2 separate regions of the Sus scrofa genome follow, and region 2 is linked to region 1. The links are chromatin contacts, called in public HiChIP or PLAC-seq maps. All regions are on one chromosome and are shown on one strand. Each heading gives the region's core, a stretch centred on a gene start, on an enhancer-like site or on the middle of the called end of the contact. The rest is flanking DNA. Distances are from core to core; before and after follow the strand shown.

The links. HiChIP or PLAC-seq counts read pairs in DNA pulled down with a chosen protein or histone mark.
Region 2: an H3K27ac HiChIP or PLAC-seq map of alveolar macrophages shows a contact between it and region 1. The contact joins two enhancer-like sites. A contact is called at or near these places in 1 of 47 Hi-C or Micro-C datasets (epiblast stem cells) and 1 of 2 datasets of contacts at active chromatin or transcription factors (alveolar macrophages).

What each region holds. Positions count from the first base shown.
Region 1 is chr1:265,022,076-265,028,449 of Sscrofa11.1, reverse strand. No RefSeq gene overlaps it. Among named protein-coding and RNA genes, the nearest start is that of NEK6, 53 kb to the left of the region's middle. Within about 2 kb of position 3,124, at least 10 of the 83 cell types and tissues checked have an H3K27ac peak or open chromatin away from gene starts, as enhancers often do. A contact at or near this core is called in alveolar macrophages, where this site is marked.
Region 2 is chr1:265,173,241-265,179,614 of Sscrofa11.1, reverse strand. It overlaps PSMB7 (proteasome subunit beta 7), which reads left to right. Exons shown (of 8, transcript NM_001097476.2): 7 at 3,818-3,969. Among named protein-coding and RNA genes, the nearest start is that of PSMB7, 59 kb to the left of the region's middle. Within about 2 kb of position 2,449, at least 5 of the 83 cell types and tissues checked have an H3K27ac peak or open chromatin away from gene starts, as enhancers often do. A contact at or near this core is called in alveolar macrophages, where this site is marked.

The DNA of each region.
Region 1 (6,374 bases), core at 1,875-4,374:
GGCCACCTCCAGAGCCACCCCTTGCCTTCAGAATGAATGCTCTTCCCCAGCGCCTCACTGCCAGCCTGGGGCGCTGTCCTGAGGCCAGTTCCCCTGGGGGTGGCGGGTAGGGAATGGGGCACTGCATGAAGGATATTGTCAGATTTTTTTTTTTTTTTTGGCTGTGCCCACAGCATGAGGAAATTCCTGCATCAGGAATTGAACTCAAACCACAGCAGCCACCCAAGCTGCTGCAGTGACAATGCCAGATCCTCAACCTGCTGTGCCACTAAGCGAATTCCAAGGATATTGTCAGATTAAAGGTGCCAATATATATACAATGGCCTAGGACATAGTAGATACTCAATAAACGTGGCTTCTGTTTTTGGTAAATAATTGTTTCCTAACTGACTTTGGTGGAATCCTGGGCTCTTTGACCCTATCTCAGGGGTCCTGAGTGGGAGGAGGTGAAGAGGGAAGCTGAGCAGGTTAAGCTTGGGGATCCCCCCCAATCCTGCTCCCTGTCCCCCACTGCCACAGATTCAAACCCCCTATGAATCACAACATTTCTTTGTCTTACGTTTTAGAGGTCTGCCTAATTTTTTTTTTTTTAATGCTTCTGCTAAAAATCTGGCAGTCCACGACTGCCTTAAGGTTGTCAACCCAGAGAGGACCGATTGGAATCACGGGGAAATAAGAATCGCGGTGCTGTTTTAACAATTAAGTGTTTGACATATGCATTAAGAGATATTACATTTGACTGTCAGTTTCCTGGGGCTGCAGGAGTCTGTGGCTGCACCTGTGGGTTCCCACTCACTCGCTGTGGCCCACTTCCACCCTCGCTGATTGAACCCTCTCCGTCTGGTTGACCGCTGGGCACCCCTATGATTCAGGGAACCCCTTCTCCACCGCTAGGAGGGGGATCTTCTCTAATGTGAGCCAATCACCGTGCTTCCACCCCTCTTGCCTTGGTTGATTAGAACGTGGGTGACAGGCCTATGACACCACTCTGCCCACTAGACAGGAGGAGACATTATGGGGGAGGAGGCGTCTGGGGAAGGTGTCCCCTTTGAGCCATTGCAGAAAAGCTCCTTGTTTCTCCTGCCTCTCCATGTGGCTGTCTGAAGACGTGGCTCCTGGCCCTGCAGCAGTCACCCGAGACCTGAGGGGACAGGCCTGAGGAAAGTGACCCCACCTCCAGTGTCGTCAGCTGTGACTAGGGTAATACCACAAGACAACTGTGCCCCAAATTCAGTGAGTGACACCACTGCTCAGGCTCAAGGTCACGGGTCAGCAGGTTTCCTGTGGGTTCAGCCACTTCAGGCTGGGCTGGGCTGGGCAGGGCTGGGCCCTGGGCTGCAGACTGTGGGTTGGGTTCTGGTCTATTCTGCCAGTGTTTATTCTGAGGCCTGGGCTGAAGGGGCCGCGGTGAGCAGGAGAGCACTCCTCTCCCAGCCGATCACAGGGGCTCCAGGACAAAGCAACTCCCACAAAGGCTTTTGGGGACTGGCTCACCTTCCAACAGCCAAGGAAAGCCCAGCAGAGCAGATCAGAAGCCAGCGGCTGTGTGCGGACCAACACATCCAGCCTAGTGCAGAGCCCGTGGACCTGGGAGCAGGCCTGCCCACCTTCAGTTTCCTGTGAGACAGGACATTTTGCCAGCAGAGTGGAGGTTTCTGCTACTTGCAGCTGGGAATGGCCAGTGGCAGTCGGGGTGCAAGGAGGGGCTGCAGGGCCTCGTGGGGAGAATGAATCTTTAGAAAACGTGGCTTCTGGAGCAAGCAACAGGATCTGCATGAAAAAGAGCATTGCGGATTTGAAGCCCCCCTAAATCTCCTCCAGGGAGAAAGCTGCCCCCAGGGAGAAAGCTGTCGTGTGTTTTGAACTGAAGGCGCAGCTTCATCAACCTCTATATCACGTGTGGGCTTAAGCCCTCCCACTGTAGGGACCTCTTGGCTGAGAATAAAGCCATTTGTCACAGACCCAGGAGCTGCCTGAACCTTGGGCGTGGGAGCCTTCAGTAACCCCTGAGGATGGGCCAAGGCCAAGGCCAAGGCAGAGTTTGGGTGGAGCAGAGGCTAGAGTGGCAGACTCAGGGCCTCAAAGGCCAGCCAAGGTGCCCACAGGGCTGAAGAGTTTCACCACCCAGTGGGGGGGCGGGTGGGGGGCAGAGGCCAGCAGAGGGCAACACAACCCAGACAGATTCATGGCTCCATTCAAATCTCCACTGGGGTCAACCAGAACTACCATGAGGGTGGCAGGTAGGGGTTCGAGGTAGACTGGAGTTCTGGGGTGAGGGGAGGGTTGGGGGGCTGGGTGTGTATCTTCATGTGATTTTTTATTTTCCACCCATAGGCTGATGAGACCTGGACAGCCTTAGGGCATGGGTTAAGATTTCCATGTTGGGAGTTCCCATCGTGGCGCAGCAGAAACGAATCCAACTAGGAACCATGAGGTTGTGAGTTCGATCCCTGGCCTCGCTCAGTGGGTTAAGGATCCGGCATTGCCATGAGCTGTGATGTAGGTCGCAGACATGGCTCGGATCTGGCATGGCTGTGGCTGTGGCTGTGGCTGGCAGCTACAGCTCTGATTGGACCCCTAGCCTGGGAACCTCCATATGCCATGGGTGCAGCCCTAAAAAGCCAAAAAAAAAAAAGATTCCCAAGTTTAGCACCCGCTCTGTCGCATCTCCAGATCTCCAGTGCCCAGCCAGAGAGGATAGGGAACATTCACTCAATGGATGACAACATAATAATAAGAAGAAATATAAAGCAATAGATGCTTCTGTCCACAGGATGTGGAGGGTGTCCCAGGAGGCCTTTAGAAGCACCCAGGGTGTTTGATGTCCTGTAGACACTGGTGTTTCCTGCCTCCCTCCCCTTTCTGCTAGTATCCCCCACAGTATCCAGCCTGGGGGTTGGGTGGCAAAGGCTGGTCCACAAGGAGCCCAGCCAGGCTTGGGCATGAGGCTTAGTGACTGAGAGAGGAGGGTCAGAATTCAGTGGTTTCAATAACTAAGTGCAGGCGCCCTGGTGGGTGTTGCAAATTAGTGATGCGTGTGTGGTGAGGGTGGTGGTGTGTCTCACTGGGTGTGACCACAAGACATCCGGGGACCACACTGGCAGTGGGGGAGGATGGTGGTGGCAGGAGAGGAAGAAGGAGGAGGAGGTAGGTGGGTGAAGACCAGGGGAACTTCTGGGACTTTAGGGAACTCAAATGTGTCATGGTCATTCTGACCAAAGGGCCTTGGGCACTCTGCCCACAAGATGTCGAGTAGGATCTTGCAACTGCCTTTCTGGGAGGGGTTTTTGTCACCATTTCACAGATGAGGAAGCTGAGCCTCCAAGAAGGGAAGTGGCTTGTGCTGGAATGAAGAGAATGGGGACACACTGGGAGCTCAGATGACTATGGCCAAAGGGATGGGGGATTCGAGCTTGCTTCAGGTTGAAACCGATTGCTGAGAGGGTCCACCTGGGCAGACAGATGTGATGAGCATCTCTTGTGCTCCTCTGGCCTCCACCTCCCTTCTTGGAGACTTCCTCCTCCCCCGAGGCAGAGTCCCACAGACCCTGTTAATTTCTCACTGCTCTGCTCTCCTGATGACAGTGGCTGGACCAGGGCTGGATGCTGACTCAAGCTGAGCCCATCAGCTTCTCTCTCTCTCTCTCTCTCATGATTTTGGCATTGAGATTCAGAAATGCTGGGCTGCCTTTGGGGCTGGTTACTTGAAATGAGTCCTAAACCTGGGTGGTGGTGGGGGGCATATTTGGCTGCCTGTTCATAAAATAGCAGAGGAAAGACTTGATCACAGGCTGAAATGTGTTTGTGGGAGAGAGGAGGGAGAGACAGCTGCATGGAAGGAAAGATAGTGGCACAAGGAGAGAGACAGAAAAAGAGCATGAGACAAAAAGACAGTGAGAAGAAGGAAAAGGCAGACAGGGATGTGTTTGTGAGAGAGACAGAGTTAGTGAGACAGACGTAGTGGCAGAAGGCAGGTGGGACACCTGACAGCCAGGAGCCTGGGCAAGCTGAGGCCAGCCTCTGTCTGGCTGTTAGAGCCCAAGGAATTTGAGCCAGTCCTGAAACTGCCGCCAGAATGAAATCCAGGGGTGAACTGTAAACCGGCTCTCTGAACAACAATAGCAGAGCCCTAATTTGTAGCACTTGCCAATGTCCCTGGTGTAAATATTCCTACCATGGCTACACTCAAGCGGACCAACAGGGCTGGGAGGGTCGTCCCCAGTGCAGCCAACCAGGGAAACGAGGATGAGGAATAGTTGGTGAGAAATGAACATGCTGGCAGGTGTCCTGGGGAGACCTGGGGAATGAGGAAATGCCCCCAGCTTATCACTAAAGGGCCTTGGCTTGGGTGGACCTCGAGTCTCTGGGCTGCCATGGGCCTGTCCTTGTGCCCTTTAGAGGAGCACCCTAGTGAAGGCCGGGCCTGCGAAACAGGGCAAAAACTCATTTCAGGACTCTGGACTGAGAGCAGGGCTAGAATAGTAACAAAGAGGGGGAGATTTCATTCATTCATTCATTCAACCATGGATGAGCTCCAGCTGTAGCTCCACCGCAAAGAACAAAACAGACACTGTCCTTCCCTTCCTTCAGGGAAACTGGAGTCACAAAGTGGATGTGGGTGTGATGTGGGCTGCGGAAAATGTATGGTGAGAAGCTCTGGACTGGGCTGCCCAGGGAAGGAGCGCCAAACCCCAAGTGGGGGAGGGGCACCAAGGAAGGCTGCTCAGGGGAAGGGTCTATAAGCTGAGGGCTGGGGAAGCTCGGAAGTTAGCGGAGTGGAGGAAGGGACGTGGGAGTGGGTGGGGAGAAAGGCAAGAGAAGAGCCTGTGCAAAGACCCCAGAGGTGGAAGGATGGCAGGACATTCAGTCTGGGGGGAGGTTGGGGAGGCAATCAGAGAGTCCATAGGGGCTGCATAGAGTGCTCGGAAGCCATCAGAGGCTTTCAAGCTGGGGGGTGCTGTGATTCAATGCCTCCCTCCCCTTCCCATCATTCCAGCTGTTCTGGAGGCAAAAGAGGGGCAGGGAGACCAGTTACAAATGTCCCAGCAAGAGCTGAGGGGGCTGCCCATATTTCAGAGGCAGATGGGAGAGTGATTGGGGGCTGAACGAGTCATCGGGGATCCTGGTGAGATTGTTGGTCTGAAAGATCGGGTACCACAGGGGGAAACTGGGAGAGGAATAGGTTGGGGGTGAGGGAAGCTTTTTATGGGGGAGTTTTGCCTTTTTTTTTTTTTTTTTTTGGTCTTTCTTTAGGGCCACACCTGCGGCATATGGAAGTTCCCAGGCTAGGGGTCTAATTGGAGCTGTAGCTGCCAGCCTACACTACAGCCACACAGGATCTGAGATCTGAGCTGTGTCTGCAAACTGAGCTTAAGGCAACGCTGGATCCTTCACCCACCGAGCTAGGCCAGGGATGGAACCCGCATCCTCATGGATACTGGTCTGGTTCATTACTGCTGAGCCACAAAGGGAACTCCCCATTTTTTGAAGCGAAGCCTTTTGCTCCTTTGAGGAGTTCCCCACCTAGAGAGTCTTGTTGGGAGCAAAGGGCAGGACCAGCTACATAATTTGCAGGGCCCACTGCAAAATGCAGAGCCATATGTTCAAATGCAGAGCCATATGTTCAAAAAAAAAGAAATTATTACGAATTTCTTTCTTTCTTTTTTTTTTTTTAAGGGTCGCACCCGTGGCATATGGAGGTTCCCAGGCTTGGGATTGAATTGGAGCTGTAGCTACTGGCCTACACCACAGCCACAGCCACAGCCACATCAGATCTGATCCAGACGCGACCTACACCACAGCTCACGGCAACTTCGGATCCTTGACCCCCTGAAGGAGGTCAAAGATCAAACCTGCGTCCTCGTGAATACTAGTCAGATTCATTTTCCCTGAGCCACAATGGGAACTCTGAAAAATTATTATGAATTTTAGGGAGTTTTTGCTGTGGTGCAGCAGGTTAAGAATCCTACTGCAGTGGCTGGAGTTTCTGCAGAGGCTCAGGTTTCATCCCTAGTGGGCCAGTGCAGTGGGTTAAAGGATCGGGCAATACCACAGCTGCGCCTGGGAACTACCACATGCTGAGGATGAGGACATTAAAAAAATACATTGTGCATTTTTTAAAACAAGAAAGAAAAGGCAAACAATTATTATGAATTTCAAGCATTTAGAGGCCAGTGGAGAAGGAGAATCAAGGGAAAAAATAAGAAGGAGCTGGAAATGTAGAAAACCAGAGGTGGTGGTGGTGTGATGCTAGGTGAAGGAGAGAGGGATTTTCAGAACAGCCTTGAGTGCTGCTGAGAGAGTGAGGGACCCAACCACTGGGCCAGGGCTGGGGCTCGGGGTAGGGGGATGAAGTCCTTGGGGGCAGCGCTTCT
Region 2 (6,374 bases), core at 1,200-3,699, 150 kb before region 1:
TCAACTGCTTAGAGAGAAATTGTCTCTAGGAGCCCGCTGGCTTGCTCTGTTAAGTAAGTTACCATTTATTAAGCCGTAGCTATGTGCCAAACCCTATGGTAGGTGCCTTCTGTACTTCATTTCTAATTCTTGCAGCAGCCTTATGATAAATCCTGATGTATCGTCACTGTATCACACAGGAGCGGCATGAACTCAGAGAGGTGATATGACTCGTGAGGTTGCACAGCAGTAAGTAGGAAACTGGAGATCCAAACCCAGTCTGTCTGCCTCCACATCTGTCAGATGATCTTGAACCTGGGTTGCCCAGCTACCTTGCAGTCACTGGGGTTGTGGTGGTCTTGGCTGAGCAGCTCAAAGTAAAAGAAAGCTGCCGTTGGCCTGGAGGGCCATTTTTCCGATAGCCTGGTTGAGTCTGGCTGCTCTGTCTACACACGGAATCCAAGTTCCCTTGTGACTAGCAACGTAAATCCAAGAACAGCTGGCCAGGGGAGGATGGCGGCCCGGCAGTGGGAGAGAGCCTCACACCTGGGCCTGGCCAGCTGTCCCCAGGCAGATGCTGCTCAGAGCTCAGGTCACTTCACCTCTTCCAGAAAACGGAGGGGCAATATTTCCCTATGAAGAATGAATCCTAAAGGCGGTAACAATGCTTCTTGTATTTACTGCAGGCCAGAGACAGATAAAAATGTGGTGTTTTCCCCCACCTCTTGCTTTTAGTTTGTGGTTTTTCTCGATAGCTTTCCTAAATATGTGGTAGCACGTGTTAAAGACAAGACTTGTTTAATTGTGAAATTCCACTATAAAGAAAACACAGTAAGAATATGCCCAGTAGCATATTTGCATATCTGTCTAGAATTCTGGGTATGGAAATACTGTGGTAAGAGACCATAGTCGTCACATGAGGCAGTTCCTGGAACATAGTAGGTGTCTGTAAATATTTGTTGAAGACATTAACTGTGTAAGTGGTTAGACAAAAGAGCCTTAGTAATTTTTACCCGATTTGCCTTTTGAGGGTTTTTGCTGGGGGTGGGGGATATATGAAGTAAGACTTTGGATCTGAATATTGCTCTCTCTCCGCCGTATTACACTGTAGAAATGTGTAGGTGGTGGTCTCTGGGCGGTTTTGGGAAACTGTGGAAATGACCATCAGAGGGGCTGCTGGTTGGCCCAGAGAGAGATGGGCAGCCACCATCCTTCTCTTAAACTTGCTCAGGTTCTGAAGATCCTTGCTGATGGGGGAGCGACACCTGCATCAAGAGACAGCTGTCTCCTGTCCCCGACGTGCCAAGGAGCTCACAGCTGAGTCAGGCTACTTGTGAGCTGGTGTGGTGCCCTGGCATTCCGGCTCTGGAGCCCAATGGACCTGTCTTACTATTTCCTACTGTGCGACCCTGTGGGCTCTCTCAGCCTTAGTTTTTGACAGTACCAACCTCAGAAGGTGGTTAAGGGCAGGAGTAAAATTGATGATCATCAAAGTGCCTGCCTAACTCAGTACTTGGCACATTATACTAAGTGCTCAGTAAATTGTAAGGTTCACTCCTTTCATAAATCTTCAGCCCTGTGTATGTGAGAGGGAGGTAGGACTGGGGGGAAAAAAAAGACTTGTGAGATTTCCTTCCTTAAGGAATTATCTTCCCTATAATGGGGAGATGGATGGGGTTAAATGTATGTTCCCTAATTTTTAAAGACATACTTAAATAATAGCACATACGATAATTTTATGAGTAAATCAGGCTCTACACAGTACCTTTTACACATTTTTAAGTTTCATAAGTTCATCTACTCACATTAAGGAATATTTGGAAAATAAATCTTCCATTCCCATCCCCAAATATAAACTAGTTTGAGAAATTTAAACCTGCGGAGCTGTAACCACTGCCAGCAGGATTTGTGACGTCTACTTAGCACTGTTGGCTGGCTCCAAGCACCAGCAGCAGTGACAAGAAAGCAAAGGAAATAATAGAACAGCAGAGAAAGGAGGAGAAGAGGAGGTGGTAGATCAGGAGAAGGATGTAACAAGCAAGACACACACGCACACACACGTTGTTTATTAAGAGAAGCAAGTTGGAATGGGGTTGCATTTGTGAAGTTAGTGGTTGGTTTTTGCTGTCTCTGTGGCAGCAGCAGTAGCAGCAGCAACCATCTCCTGCTCTGAGATGCTTTCTTTGCTCCCACCTTCACTGGTTGCTGGTAAGGCCTTTGGCCTCTATAGACTTGGGACTCTCAGCAGAGAATTTCCTATCAGAGGATCCTGTTTGAATGAATCCTACAGGGCTCTATCTGCGCAAGAGGATAACTGGTTTCATTGGCCCCACATAGGTACTGCTCAGGAAGTGAAAAAAAAATCTGGTGGGATCAAGATCAGAATAACCCCCAGCCCCTGCTGCTGGGTTGCTGAGGATCCCACTTCCAGCAGGGCCTTCTCTATCCTTCTGTGAGTCTGCAGAGGGCGCTCATGTCACTGGCATCCCACTTACTGGCTTAGGGCAGGCAGGGGAGCAGGAGGCCTGAGAGTGATCTCTCAGATCTTCTCGTGACTTGAAGCCAGTGAACCTGCTCTTTGATGTCAGACTGGAATTTGGGGCCTGGCACTGGCGTTTCTCCCAGGATGTTCCTTTAGTTCATCTTGCATGTATATGGCCCCTCATGCCTGGGAAGGAGCTGAAGTTAATATTAATAGTCTCTTCTTTGGGAGATTTTTTTTTTTTTTTGGTCCTTGTTGTGTAAAGAGCTTGAACTTGGCATTTCTCCAGGACTTGCCTTGCTGCTGCTGGTCTTCTGTTTCACTGCCCTGTTTTCTGAATGTCTGGTGTGCAGCCTGTCTTCAGCCCTCCCTGAGGCTTTGCTGACCCAGCCGGTTCCCACAGCTCCTTTTCAGTTATCAATTAACTCTCACTACACTGCGTTGTAGTTCCTTGGGTCTCTTGATCCCACTGGACTCTACACCCCTGCAGGGCAGGGGTCTTGGAGGCTTTGCCCATCTCTGCATCCCTAGCTTGGGTACAGGACCCTGCAAGTGATAGGCCTTTGGATAAGAAATGAATTCATCTACTTGTTCACCAGTAACTGTGGGAGACTTAGACTTGCCCTTAAAGGAGAAATGAAAGAGAGTGATTCCAAAAATGAATCACTTTAGTGAACGTGCGTTCTCATTAGTAGGAGGTGATAGAGTTTTTGGGGCAAGAGGTCCCCACCCTTGGCTTTGCCAACATTTCCCCAGAACCATTATGTTCTGGTGTTAGTTTTTTCCCTGTGATACTGACTTTCTTCATTGTGTTACCCAGGAAGCAGATCGCAGCCACTTGGGGACATTTTTGATCACGGGTCTGCCCATGGACCCAAATCCAGCCTACCGTTCATTTTTGTTTAATGGAGTTTCGTTGGCACACGGTCATGCCCATTTGTTTACAGACTGTCTGTGGCTGATTGTGCTGCCATGACTGAGTTGAGTAGTTATGGTGAAGACTCTATATTCACAAAGCCTAAAATATTTACTACCTGGTCCTTTGTAAGGAAGGTTTACCACCCCCCGTTTTAGGTGATAAATTGCTCTGTCAGCCCACAGGATTCAGTTAGGCGGTGAGCGTCTGGTGTGAAGCGGTGTGTTGAAGAGAGGGCGTGTGCGGTAAAGGGGCCCTGACTCACCAGCTGAGGAACCTGGGGCAAATCCTCAAGGAGCTTTGAGACCTTTGGTTCATCTCTAAAACAATGCCTGCCTCATAGGTAGGCTCCCCCCCTTTCCCTTCCTGCTCGTGACAGCGCTGTGGACAGCAGAGCAGCCCCTCCATTTGACTGTGGACATTGTTCTTTTCTTTCTCAGGAGGAGGAAGCCAAGCAGCTAGTGAGTGAAGCCATAGCCGCCGGCATCTTCAATGACCTGGGGTCTGGAAGTAACATTGATCTCTGTGTCATCAGCAAGAGCAAGCTGGATTTTCTCCGCCCGTACTCCGTGCCCAACAAGAAGGGGACCAGGTAAGTGGAAGAGATGAGATTGTTCCTGTGTCCCGCGACTTCCACGGCCACCTTTGTTAGATTCATGACAGTTGGACGGGATTTTCTTGATCCTCACCCGCATTAAGTAAAGCCGGTATCCCCAAGCCAGCTTTACCCAGCAGACCTTTGATTCATTATTTGCTTTACGATTGTGGGCTGCTGTCAGGTTTAGAAAAGTGCTGTCATTTGTAAAACGTTGACGGGAAAGGATGGGTGGAAAGAATCCCAGGTAGGGGTTGTGGGGAGAGGTTTGGATCACTTTCTCTAGTCACTTAAAGACTCCTCTGAATTCTCTATGAAATTCTGTGAGAAGGAACATTTTCCAGGGCAGCCAGCCCGTAGCTTTTCCTCAGGGTGGTTCCAGAGTCCTAAATGGTTATCAACCATTGGTTCAGAGTTAAGAGTCTCTGAGATTTAGCGTCTGGGAGCTACCTGCTGCTTCCTAGCCTGGAGGGAACCTTGCCATTTAGCTTCGAGGCACTGGCTGAGGGGGGGGAGGGTTGGCCCAGCTGGGAGTGGAGGATAAGATTCTTGTTGATTGGCTGATGGAGCCTGGGGACCTGTACTCGCGCAGGTGAGCTGCTCATTTACAGCCCTGTATGGTCCTGACCGCTTCCTTGAAGCCTGAACTGCTTCAGGCTGTGGCTTTGTTGCTTTTTAGGGCCGAATTGTGCAGCATATGGAAGTTCCCAGGCTAGGGGTCAAATTGGAGCTGCAGCTGCAGCCTATGCCACAGGCACAGCAACGCAGGATCCAAGCCATGTGTGCAGCCTACACTGCAGCTCACAGCAATGCCGGATCCTTAACCCACTGACTGGGGCCAGGGATTCAACTTGCATCCTCATGGATACCAGTTGGGCTTGTAACTGCTGAGCCATAATGGGAACTCCTGAGATGTGGCTTCTGAGCTCTGTTCCAGCTGCCTACTCTGAATGTATGCAACAGCATTTATAAACTTGGCTCAGCCAGAGGAGAGGAAAGCACATTATCTCTTCAGTCTCGCTTTAACGCCCACCATGTGTTCTCAGCTCTGCGTAATCCACAAGGAACAAAGAGAACACTGAGAGCCAGCAGGTGTTCACTGCAGGGTCAGCCCAGCTTTGTGGAGACCAGTGTGTTGGTGACAGGTAGGGCAGCGCAGCAGCAATGAGCTCCGGCTCGGGTGGGATCTGTCGTTGCCTGGCGTGGTGACTCGGGGCACCTGTCTCAGAAATGACGGCACTGGACTAGGTGATCTCTAATGAGCCCGAGGACTTCCTTGGGCCCTGGTGGGAAGGGCCTGGGGCTGTGCTGGGAGCACCTTGATGGCCAAGCACCCCTGCGTGGCCCACTTCCCCGTTATTTGCAAGATGCTGCGTGTTCCGAACAGGTCTGTGGTGAAGATGTCGGGGAAGGGGAGGTGATTAGACTGAACACTGTCCTAGGTGAGGATTCCAGAACCACGTCGGAGCCATTGAAAAGTAGTATCTGTGGTTTGCACATGGAACCTGTGCTTAGTGCAGGCGGCCTGGTCCAAAGAGGCGTGAGGCAGCAGCTCATCTTCCTTCCTTGGGATGTAGTCCCTCATCTGTGAAGGAGACAGTAAGTGACAGAACAGAAGGGAAAGGGCCTTGCTGGCTAGTCGTGAAGACCAGTGAGGTGGTGTGAAAGGCACTGAGCACGCAGCGGGTGGCGTAACCTGCCCTCTGCGCCACGTTGCTCCTCCTCACGTGGCAGCAGGCCCTGCCGCAGCAGTGTCCACACTCTGGAACCTTAGCGTCATCTTTTCAGTCAGTGACCGATGGGCGCACTCCCTGGGTTAGGGGAACCCGTTCCCAGAAGGGCATCAGGGTGAGGACAGAGCCTCACGGCCAGACAGGTGTCCTGTGCCCAGTCCTGGGGTCGGTCTGGCCCGTTCCCATTTGTCTGCCCTCAGCCCTTTGCAGCCCACTCTTACTTCAGGTAGAGGCCCTCCTTCGTGCTGCCCGATCCCAGGTGCTGTGACCCAGGATGGTTGGGGGAGCTTGTGTGTCCACACATCCTACAGATGTTGCAGGTCAGATGAATCGGGTCCACTGGAGTCAGGTGGGGCTTTGGCTCCAAGACCACAAGCTGCCGAGGGTCTCCTGTGTGGGAGCAGCGAGGGGTGGGGCATCTTCAAAAGGGGCTGCTGCTCTGATTTGTTAAGAGAACGTGGTGGAGACTACGTGACTGTGGGAAGGTTTTGCAGAAATAAAGGCCACCTGTTCTTGGCTGCACAAACTCCCACATTTGCAGAGCTCTCATACACCTCGCCCTCTTTTTGCTGCTTCCTGCTCTCTCTCTGAGCACGCGCTTTCCGTTTGAGAGGATGGCTTTTTGAGGAGCACGTGGTTATGGCACAGCCAGCATCCCTCTCTTAGTCC